Linked DNA regions of Mus musculus: region 2 is linked to region 1. The links are chromatin contacts, called in public Hi-C maps. All regions are on one chromosome and are shown on one strand. Each heading gives the region's core, a stretch centred on a gene start, on an enhancer-like site or on the middle of the called end of the contact. The rest is flanking DNA. Distances are from core to core; before and after follow the strand shown. Region 1 has its middle 11 kb from the start of Gm46300. Region 2 has its middle 200 kb from the start of Kcnj16.

Region 1 (4,471 bases), core at 586-3,085:
GTACTGGGGCATGTAAAGTTTTCAAGACCAAGGGGCCTCTCTTCCCAATGATGGCCAACTAGGCCATCTTCTGCTACATATGCAGCTAGAGACACGAGCTCTGGGGGTACTGATTAGTTCATATTGTTGTTCCACCTATAGGGGTGCAGACCCCTTCAGCTCCTTGGGTACTTTCTCTAGGTCCTCCATTGGGGGCCCTGTGATCCATCCAATAGCTGACTGTGAGCATCCACTTCTGTATTTGCCAGGCACTGGCATAGCCTCACAAGAGATAGCTATATCAGGGTCCTTTCAGCAAAATCTTGAGGGCATATGCAATAGTGTCTGGGTTTGGTGGCTGATTATGGGATGGTTCCCCGAGTTGGGTAGCCTCTGGATGGTCCATCCTTTCGTCTTAGCTCCAAACGTTGTCTCTGTAACTCCTTCCATGGGTATTTTGTTCTCTATTCTACGGAGGAATGAAGTATCACAGTCTTAATATGTAAAATAAACACATGGATCATGATTTTTTTCATTTTCTAATAACACAATCATTAAAGAAGAGATTGGGCTTAATACAATATCTATCTAAAAGCAAGAAATAGAGAACTGGAAAAAAAATAGTTAAGTGGTTAAGAGCACTTGCTGCTCTTCCAGAGAAGACAAATTCAGTTCCTAGAACTCACAACAGATGGTTCACAATGGCCTATAACTCCAACTCCAGGAGACCCAACAACTGTCTCTAGATTCCTTGGGCACCCACATAGATGCGTGCATACACATAAATAAAAAAAAGTAACTTTTTAAAGTAAGAACAGTACAAATGGGCTGAATGTGTGAGCAGAAGTTGTAGCTCTCAGCATCCGTGGTTGGCGTCTGGTCCTGAGTCATTACATACTGACTGGAGGCACTGAGGAGAGCCCTCGCCTCACTCCACATACATTTCTGCTTTATTGGGTGAGCAGAACACACTGGCCGAGCAACCAATCACAGGGAACATGATGCCATACTTCCCTGTTACAAATAACATCCATTTCAGACGAAACGGTGTGGGAAAGACGAGATCAGCAGCGTGCCCTTTCTTCTTTTTCGCTTTGATCCATTTGCATCATTTCCTTGGAAATGTTGTCAGACTTGAGCTATTTAAATTTTTATTCATCTAAAAGCAAGTGCGGCGCTGTAACTACGATTATTGCTCATATTCGTGAACTTAAAAGATCGTCAACAACAATAACAATTTTTTTTTAAAAAAATCCTTTTTGATGATTTCCACCGGAAATCTTGAAACCCTGCTTCATGCCCTGACCTTCCTTCCTGCCTCAGTAAAGGTTCTCGTGAGACTCTTGGGAGAACAGACTCAACCCCACTCGGGAGGGAGCTGAGCTCTGGCTTCTGGAAAAAGGATGTTGTTTATATTTTAGTTCCTGTTTTCATCCTGGATGAAGTGCTGCTGCTGCTACCAGGTGCTTCTCCTTGTGTTATCAGCTTCTCCTCCAGACCTCAGCCTGCGGGAGGCAGCTTCCTGCAGCCTCCAGCGAAACTGGACGCTAAAAACAAGAGAGCGCCTGTCAAACGTGATCTTCGCAGCGTCACAGTTGCCAAGGTCAATCCTGTTGGTAAAACCATTTGAGTGATGGGGCCACGGACACAGAACAGTAGCAGAGCTACTGCGGAAGCGGGAATGGGAAAGAGAACGGAGCACAGGCATGGGCTAGGCACCAGCTATGGGAAGAGGGATTCCCAGTGATGGGTTGCAGAGACCAATTAAAATGACTTTTCTGAATGCAGTAAACAGAATACATTCCACATGGTGACTTCCAAATTGCTTTGTGCATATCTGATGGTCATGCTGTTCCCCGAAATAACATACTTAGCTACTCAGAGTAAATTGCTTTCGGTTCTTCTTCCAAAAGAAACTATCTTCACCTCTTCCAACAATTGCCAATGACTCAAAAAGACACAGGGGACCAATTTTGCTCCAAGATTCAATGGCAATTGGTTAGGTAATCAGAACATGGGGATGCTTAACTATGCACCTACGCCCCTGCTCAAAGCTTCTATGACACCCAGCCTAGAAAAAGATCCATCTCAGCTGGGTTCGCTCCCACACTGCGGGGAGATGAGCAAGTGGGCAAAGCTCACAGCGCTGGGAGTGGAGACAAACTGGAAGTCCCACTGAATTCCTGCTATAAGCTATACACTTTGATGCCTACTAACCAATAATAATAATAATAATAATAATAATAATAATAAAGAAGCTGCCTGCCTCATAGGCCGCATCCCTGAGGAAATGCATTTCCAAGGTTGTATCCTCTGAGTTATTAGTTATTGACGGTAAAGCAGACTTGACTTAGGAATTGGGAAAATATTGCCAGTTACACTTCCTCTAAGCCAGGCTTAGCTACTTCCCCCTCACTACTCATGAGTTCCTTCCTGCCCCAGGCGGTCAGCAGCAATGGCCTTGAAGTTCCCAAGGAGACTCAGACCCTCCCACCCCAGAAAGCTCACTGGACCCGCGAGCATATCTCAGTCATCATAGCATCGTGAAAAGTGTGAACATTATTTCCTCCCTTTTGGACAAACTAAAGGGGGAACACCAGGCAGACGGGTAATGAAGGGAAGCAATTTCCTAGAATTCTTTTTGAGAGTAGTTTTTATAGATTTCAGAAAATAGATTTTCAGAAAATAGATTTTTTCAGAAAACACAAATAATTGATTTTGAACAGAATTGGATTTCCTGGATTCATGTTAAAATCTTTCCAAAATCCCTAAGGGTGACAACTTTCCAGTCCTAGGGGGGGAAAAAGAAGAAGTTTCTAAATCAAATGGGAACTTGGACCCCTTCCTAATGAGCTGGAACAGAAGAGTTTCTAAAGAGGGAAATGCTTTGAATAAAGACCTTTCAGAATCTCAAACGTAATTGAGAAAAAAATAATTTATTAAAAGACAAGTCCTACTATTCCACATTTACAGATTTATTCTTTTTTTTTTTCTCTTTCTTCTTTTGGTTTTTCAAAACAGAGTTTCTCTGTGTAGCCCTGACTGTCCTGGAACTCACTCTGTAGACCAGGCTGGCCTCAAACTCAGAAATCCGCCTGCCTCTGCCTCCCGAGTGATGGGATTAAAGGAGTGTGCAACACTGCCCTGCACAGATTTATTCTTTTGACTCGGAACTGCATTCCAAAAATATTTGAGTGCCCAAAATCTATAGGCACAGTGTTAAACAGCAACTGTACATGCATGCATGCACTCAGACCCTACACATACAAATATGTACACGTATGCACATACACACATACCCTACACACCTATGCATGCACACGCACGCACACATAAGCACAAGCAGACAAAAGTTATCCTGAAGCTTTGAAACATCAAAACAACAATGTATAAGCCACAAAACAAAATTAAAAAGCCGTGACTTGGAAGAATGGGGTCAGGGGGGAGAGAGAGAGAGAGAAAGATCTAAAAACTGTAACTAATACTGGGAGATAGTCAAGGTCAAGTCAATAAAACCCTTCTCAGACAAGCATGGAGGTCTGAGTTTGATGCACTAGAACTCACACAAAATGTCAGGCTCAGCAGTAATCCCAGCTCTGGGGAAGTGGACTTAGGAGGGTCTTTGGGATTTTCTGGCCAGCCAGTCCAGCTAAGTCAGCAGCCCCAGGCTCAGTGAGAGACTCTGAAAATATTAAGTGGAGCATGACAATGAAGAGCAGCAGACTTTGACCTTTGGCCTCCAGGTGTAGAAACACACACACATACCTCCCCATCCATGAACATGTTCACATACTTACACAGACACACACACAACTGGAGCTGATACATGCAGGAAATAAGAGAGTCTTAAAATTCACTTTGGCACGCACCACAGTAATAATAGTTACAAAGGCGGATCCCACCTGGTGCTTAAGCTGCTGTGAAATTTTTTGCTGAGAAATGAAGGAATAATCACATGAACTCAGAGTGTTTTTTTCTGCATACCCTTATGAAGTACAGCAATTTTACAACATCCAATGCCACCCTAACCAAACAGATGACAACAAAAAAAACTGATAAACAAAGAGACAAGGTGTGTCTCTTGGTAGAGTACACACGCCTGCCTAAAATGCATCCAACCAGAGCACAGCCTGAATTGAAGTATGGCAGGTGAAGGAAATTACCCTCCCACGTATATCCGCTGTCAAGGAAATGGGCAATAGAGAGGACTGAAGAATTATTTTGTAGTGTAATAAAAGAGACATAAAAAGAGTACAATGTATGACACTGGGTAGGATGCCAACCTAGAATTTACTTTTCTCTTTTGCAATTGATGATATTATGAAAAAAAGATTAATGAAAACTTCTAAGATCTTTTTGATTCAATCAGGAACTGAAAAGTTTTTTTTCCCCTAGATCAGATAATAAATCTTCATATCTCTGCCCAAAAGTCTTGGTCAAAGCCAGTGAATTCTGTTATTATAAGAAAAGACAGCCATGTGGAACCTGTAAA
Region 2 (4,471 bases), core at 962-3,461, 240 kb before region 1:
AAATAGTCAAGTATGTAAGAGAAACAGCAATAAGCTACTCTTCCTTGTTTTGGAGCAAGCGTGCCTTCTTTGCTCGCTAACAATCCACCGTTGAGTGCCACGGTGCTGTTTCATATCAAGATTTCAAAAACCATTACAAGCTGCGTAGGTATTGGAGGCTCGACCAGATGTGATGAAGTTTCCATTGTTTTACTTGGTGCATGGAAAATATTACTAATGGCTGGTGTCAGGGGAGGCTTAACTGACCCCAACTGGCCTAACTCATCTGGGTGCATTTCTTTAAATCAGAACCTTTAAGTACTCTCTCCTGTTACTGCACAAGCCCCCTCTCCCACTTTACGAGATGTTTGACTATATAAAGCTCATTTTAGGCAAAGGGGAAATTCCATGACTGCATGAACAGGTGGGCTGGGGACTGAAGGGAGGAGTGGAATCTCTTTCCTGGAGTCTGAAATTTATTTACAGGTAATTGTTGACTGTCTTCGGGCAGAAAGATAAAAGACGGGAAAATTCCATCCAGTCTGTGTTCTTGCCATTAGCTGCACAAAGATTATAACACTTCACAGACCAAACTGAGTCAAATTTCACCTTCTGTTATGATTTCTCTTTACTGTCTCTGACACAGAAGCTGAAAAACAAGAAAGCGGTTAGACTGAAGAAAGAAAGGAGCTTTGAAAAAGACTTCCCCCCTGGCATTCAATTCTTACCTTTAATATGTAATTTGTAATTTGAATTTCATCACATGCATTGATAATCAGATGAATCAGAGAAATATTTCCCTTCTACAGACATAATGCAGTAGAGTTTCCAAAGCAATGTAGTATTTAACTTCAGGTATGAATCTGTGTTTTTTATTTAAGAGATTTCAGAATGGAGCAGGGCTTTCTGTGTGTTCTTGCCTATGACTTTCATTCATTGCACACACCCTTCATCACTCTTTATAAACTTAACTTTTTCTCCAATATAGAGTTCAGCAAGATGCAGAGTTAAAAAAATTAGCTCAAAGGAAACAAAACTAGTAAGAGCTATGTCTTCATCTGAGATCTCGTTGTTGGAAAGACTGGGATGGAGACTTTACAACAAAGCATAGCAGAGAAGCATAGCCTGACTTATAGAAAGATGGTTGATACTTAAAGCTTAGCCTTCTAACTCTTAAAGTCAGGCCACAGGCTAGCGAGTTCAGTGTATCTAATGCCTGCCACACAAGAAGGATGACCTGAATTTGCTCTCCATAACTTGAAATAAAAAGCTGGGTGTCGTGTTGAGCACTTGTAATTCCAGAGTAGGTTAGGTGGAGACATAGGGATCCCAAAGGCTCACTGGACAGCCAACCTAGCTACTGTGTCAGCAAGATCCAGGAAAGAGTCTGTTTTCAAAGCCACAGTGAAGAATGGCTAAGAAAGACACTTCATGTTGACTTCTCCCTACTCTATCTCTCTCTCTACCTCCCTTGTTTCCTCTCTCTCTCTCTCCCTCTCTCTCTCTCTCTCTCTCTCTCTCTCTCTCTCTCTCTCTCTCTCTCTCTTTCCCTCTCCCCCAACACTTATATTCATGCAGATAGTTCACACAAAATTTAGGCCAACAAAATGCAGCAATCACTTCAGAAATGAATAGAGTTTTACTGAGTTCCTTACAGAAAACACTTACATGAGCTACTGGCCAATGGGATTTTATTCAAGGGAATGCTTCTTCGAACAACTATGATCTAAGCATTCCTTGATCATTTTATTTTTTCAAATATTAAATGAAACCCAGACATACCTGAATCCTGGACGCTGGCCTTAAATTATACATACAATAGGCATATCATTGTTGGAAACTGAGAGCTGTAAACTGTGCTCCTGTGTGTCAAATTATAGCTCCGTGGAAGCTTTCCTTGTGCGTGCAGCCTCCCTTCTGATGTCTAGTTGCTATGTTTGCACTGGCATTTTAGTTGTTTGTCTTAACAATGTGAGTCCTTGCAAACAACTGCTCCTTGCCAAATTGGGTCGCCCCTTAGAAATTCCGCTTCACTATTATTCAAACTGATAGATCAAGACGGGGAGGGCATAGAGTGTCCACCCAGAGAGAAGCATCGTCAAGCTGAAAGAATGGAACATCATCACAAGTTATTGCCCTGAATTTCACCGAATCCTCTAGTCCTGTTTAGAAAGGATCCAGAAAAACCAAGGTTTCAGAGCCTGGAATGCATTTAACACTTAAGAGAATAAATGAATGTTGAATGAAAGGAAAAGCCTTCCTGTAAAGTACCATGAGCAATTCACAGAACATGCTGCTGTCAGAACTCACTGCAGAAACAAAATGGGGCTTCTAATTTGCTTTAATTAGGAAAAAAGAGCACCACCCTCGGAATGCCATTGTGTTTATATAGGAATCCAACCAGCTGACTGCCTGCTGTCACAGCCCTGGAACCACTCAGTTAAACAGTAGGACACAGTTGCATTTTATGAATGAAATACCATTAGTATGAAGCCAGAGATTTTTTTCCATGTTTCATTGGCTGTGACCATGCAAGGACAAGTGACCAAACACAGCACTTTCCAATTTTAAGTTAACCAGTGATCCCTTCCATGGCTAGAGTATTTAAAGTCCTTTGAAAGCATCAGTGTCTTTGTCTACAAAGCATTCCTTTTTGTTAAACAAAGACAACAAAAACATTCGATTCCTAGCATATGATACCAGCTTCTTATAATCTTACTAGAAGAGACCTGCTTTACAGGTCATCATGGAATCAAAATGTTGCTATTTGTTTTCTTTATAAAGCTGGAGGAAAACCTTGCAAGCTTTTTGCATGTCACAGATTAAACAATTGTTCAAGTTTCAGATGGCATTGTTGAATGTACTGACCATCTAAGCAGTGTTGAGTCAACTCTAGTCCTAGTGCCACATCAACAAATTATGAATCATGATTTGTGTGTATGTATATAGATGCACATGTGTTGGTTACATGTGTGTGCATGTGTGTGCACAGGTGTGTGCATATGTGTGTATGTGTGCATATATGTGTGTGTATGTGTGTATATACTTGTATGTGTGTATGCATGTGTGCATGCCTATACATGCTCATGTGTTTATGTGTGTGCATATGTGTGTATGTATGTGTGTGTGTGCGTGTATATATATATATATATTTGTGTGTATCTCTGTGTGTCCATGCATCATGTGGGTGCTCTTGTAGGCAGAGGATAATTTTGGGTTTTATTTCTCAGGTATCTACCTGTTTTAGGAGACAGGGTAAGCTACCTGGAAATGAGGCTCAAAAAGAATTCCCCTGTCTTTGTCTTGCTGCTGCTGCTGGGATTACAAGCATGCTCCTTCTCACTTGGCTTTTCTTACATGGTTTCTGGGGATCAAACCCAAGTCCTCGTGCTTTCAAGGAAAGCACTTCATAGACTCTGTGCCGTCAGCACCTATACATGTTGTTGTTGTTGTTTGTTTGTTTTACATAGGGCATCGGGAATGAACATGGCCTCTTGAAGTGGTCTACCACTGAGTTGTCTCCAGCCATAAATCACTGTAAAAAATCAGAGGAAAACATTGATTAGTTTTGAAACAAATCGCCCACCACTGGTACCAAAACTGTGTCTCATGCTGAAAATCTGGGAACAATTTCTGCTTCTTATTATCCTGTTATTAACTGGTTGTAGAAATTTGACAATGACAGCCTTCCGTATCTTATTTTTAACATGAGAAGTCATAACATTTTTCCTTTTACATAAATTTGTTGCAACCCAAAGACCTATCCATGATTTTAAAGAATTCAGTCATACCTTGCAAAACAATATTCCAGTCAAGACTGGACCACATATGTCACAAATGTCATGTGAGATTATATCATGTATCAATACCACTGCCACTGCTGCCTTAATTTAAATACACTCTATAATATCTACACAACAATGAAATTTACTAAGGAACTGTCAACACTGACAAAGGCTGCTTGACTGTTTATATTGCTCATTTGACGTTTCTAATGACTCTTTTTTGGTACAGATCAGCACTGTAGAAAGTGAAGCCAACCAAAGCAAAATCAAGAACTTAAAAATCAAGGTGCATCTAAGCATCTCTCACAGGAGAGCAAGTGTATGATTCTTGACAGCTGCAAGACATCAATAGGCTCCTAAGACTATTATTTGCATGTGGGCAACAGAGAGGTGTCCATCTTTCATTTTCAAATGCAAGACAGACATTTTCAGTATCCATTGTAATAATGAATAGCTAACACACACTATGTGCAAAGTTTAGCCATTATTAAAGTTGGCACTAGCTATTCCTGGGTGACCAAGTGTTACCTGCATCTCAACACACACACATGTTTAAAACCATCCCCTACCCTCTAAAACATCAACATTAATTGTGTATGTCTAACACTAATTCAAGTTTTCAAACTAGAAACATGGAAGATCTATTTTTTTACAGCCCATCATAGACTATCCTTCTATATATGTTTCAGTAACTATCATTTGTGTCT

Evidence for each region. A called contact is a pair of places that touch in the nucleus more often than the background predicts.
Region 2: a Hi-C map of cortical neurons shows a contact between it and region 1, with 2.0 times the contacts expected there. The contact joins two enhancer-like sites. A contact is called at or near these places in 1 of 15 datasets of contacts at CTCF or cohesin (the NIH/3T3 cell line) and 2 of 484 Hi-C or Micro-C datasets (bone marrow-derived macrophages and cortical neurons).

The regions. Positions count from the first base shown.
Region 1 is chr11:110,560,470-110,564,940 of GRCm38.p6, reverse strand. No RefSeq gene overlaps it. Among named protein-coding and RNA genes, the nearest start is that of Gm46300, 11 kb to the right of the region's middle. Within about 2 kb of position 1,835, at least 13 of the 459 cell types and tissues checked have an H3K27ac peak or open chromatin away from gene starts, as enhancers often do. A contact at or near this core is called in cortical neurons, where this site is marked.
Region 2 is chr11:110,797,966-110,802,436 of GRCm38.p6, reverse strand. No RefSeq gene overlaps it. Among named protein-coding and RNA genes, the nearest start is that of Kcnj16, 200 kb to the left of the region's middle. Within about 2 kb of position 2,211, at least 10 of the 459 cell types and tissues checked have an H3K27ac peak or open chromatin away from gene starts, as enhancers often do. A contact at or near this core is called in cortical neurons, where this site is marked.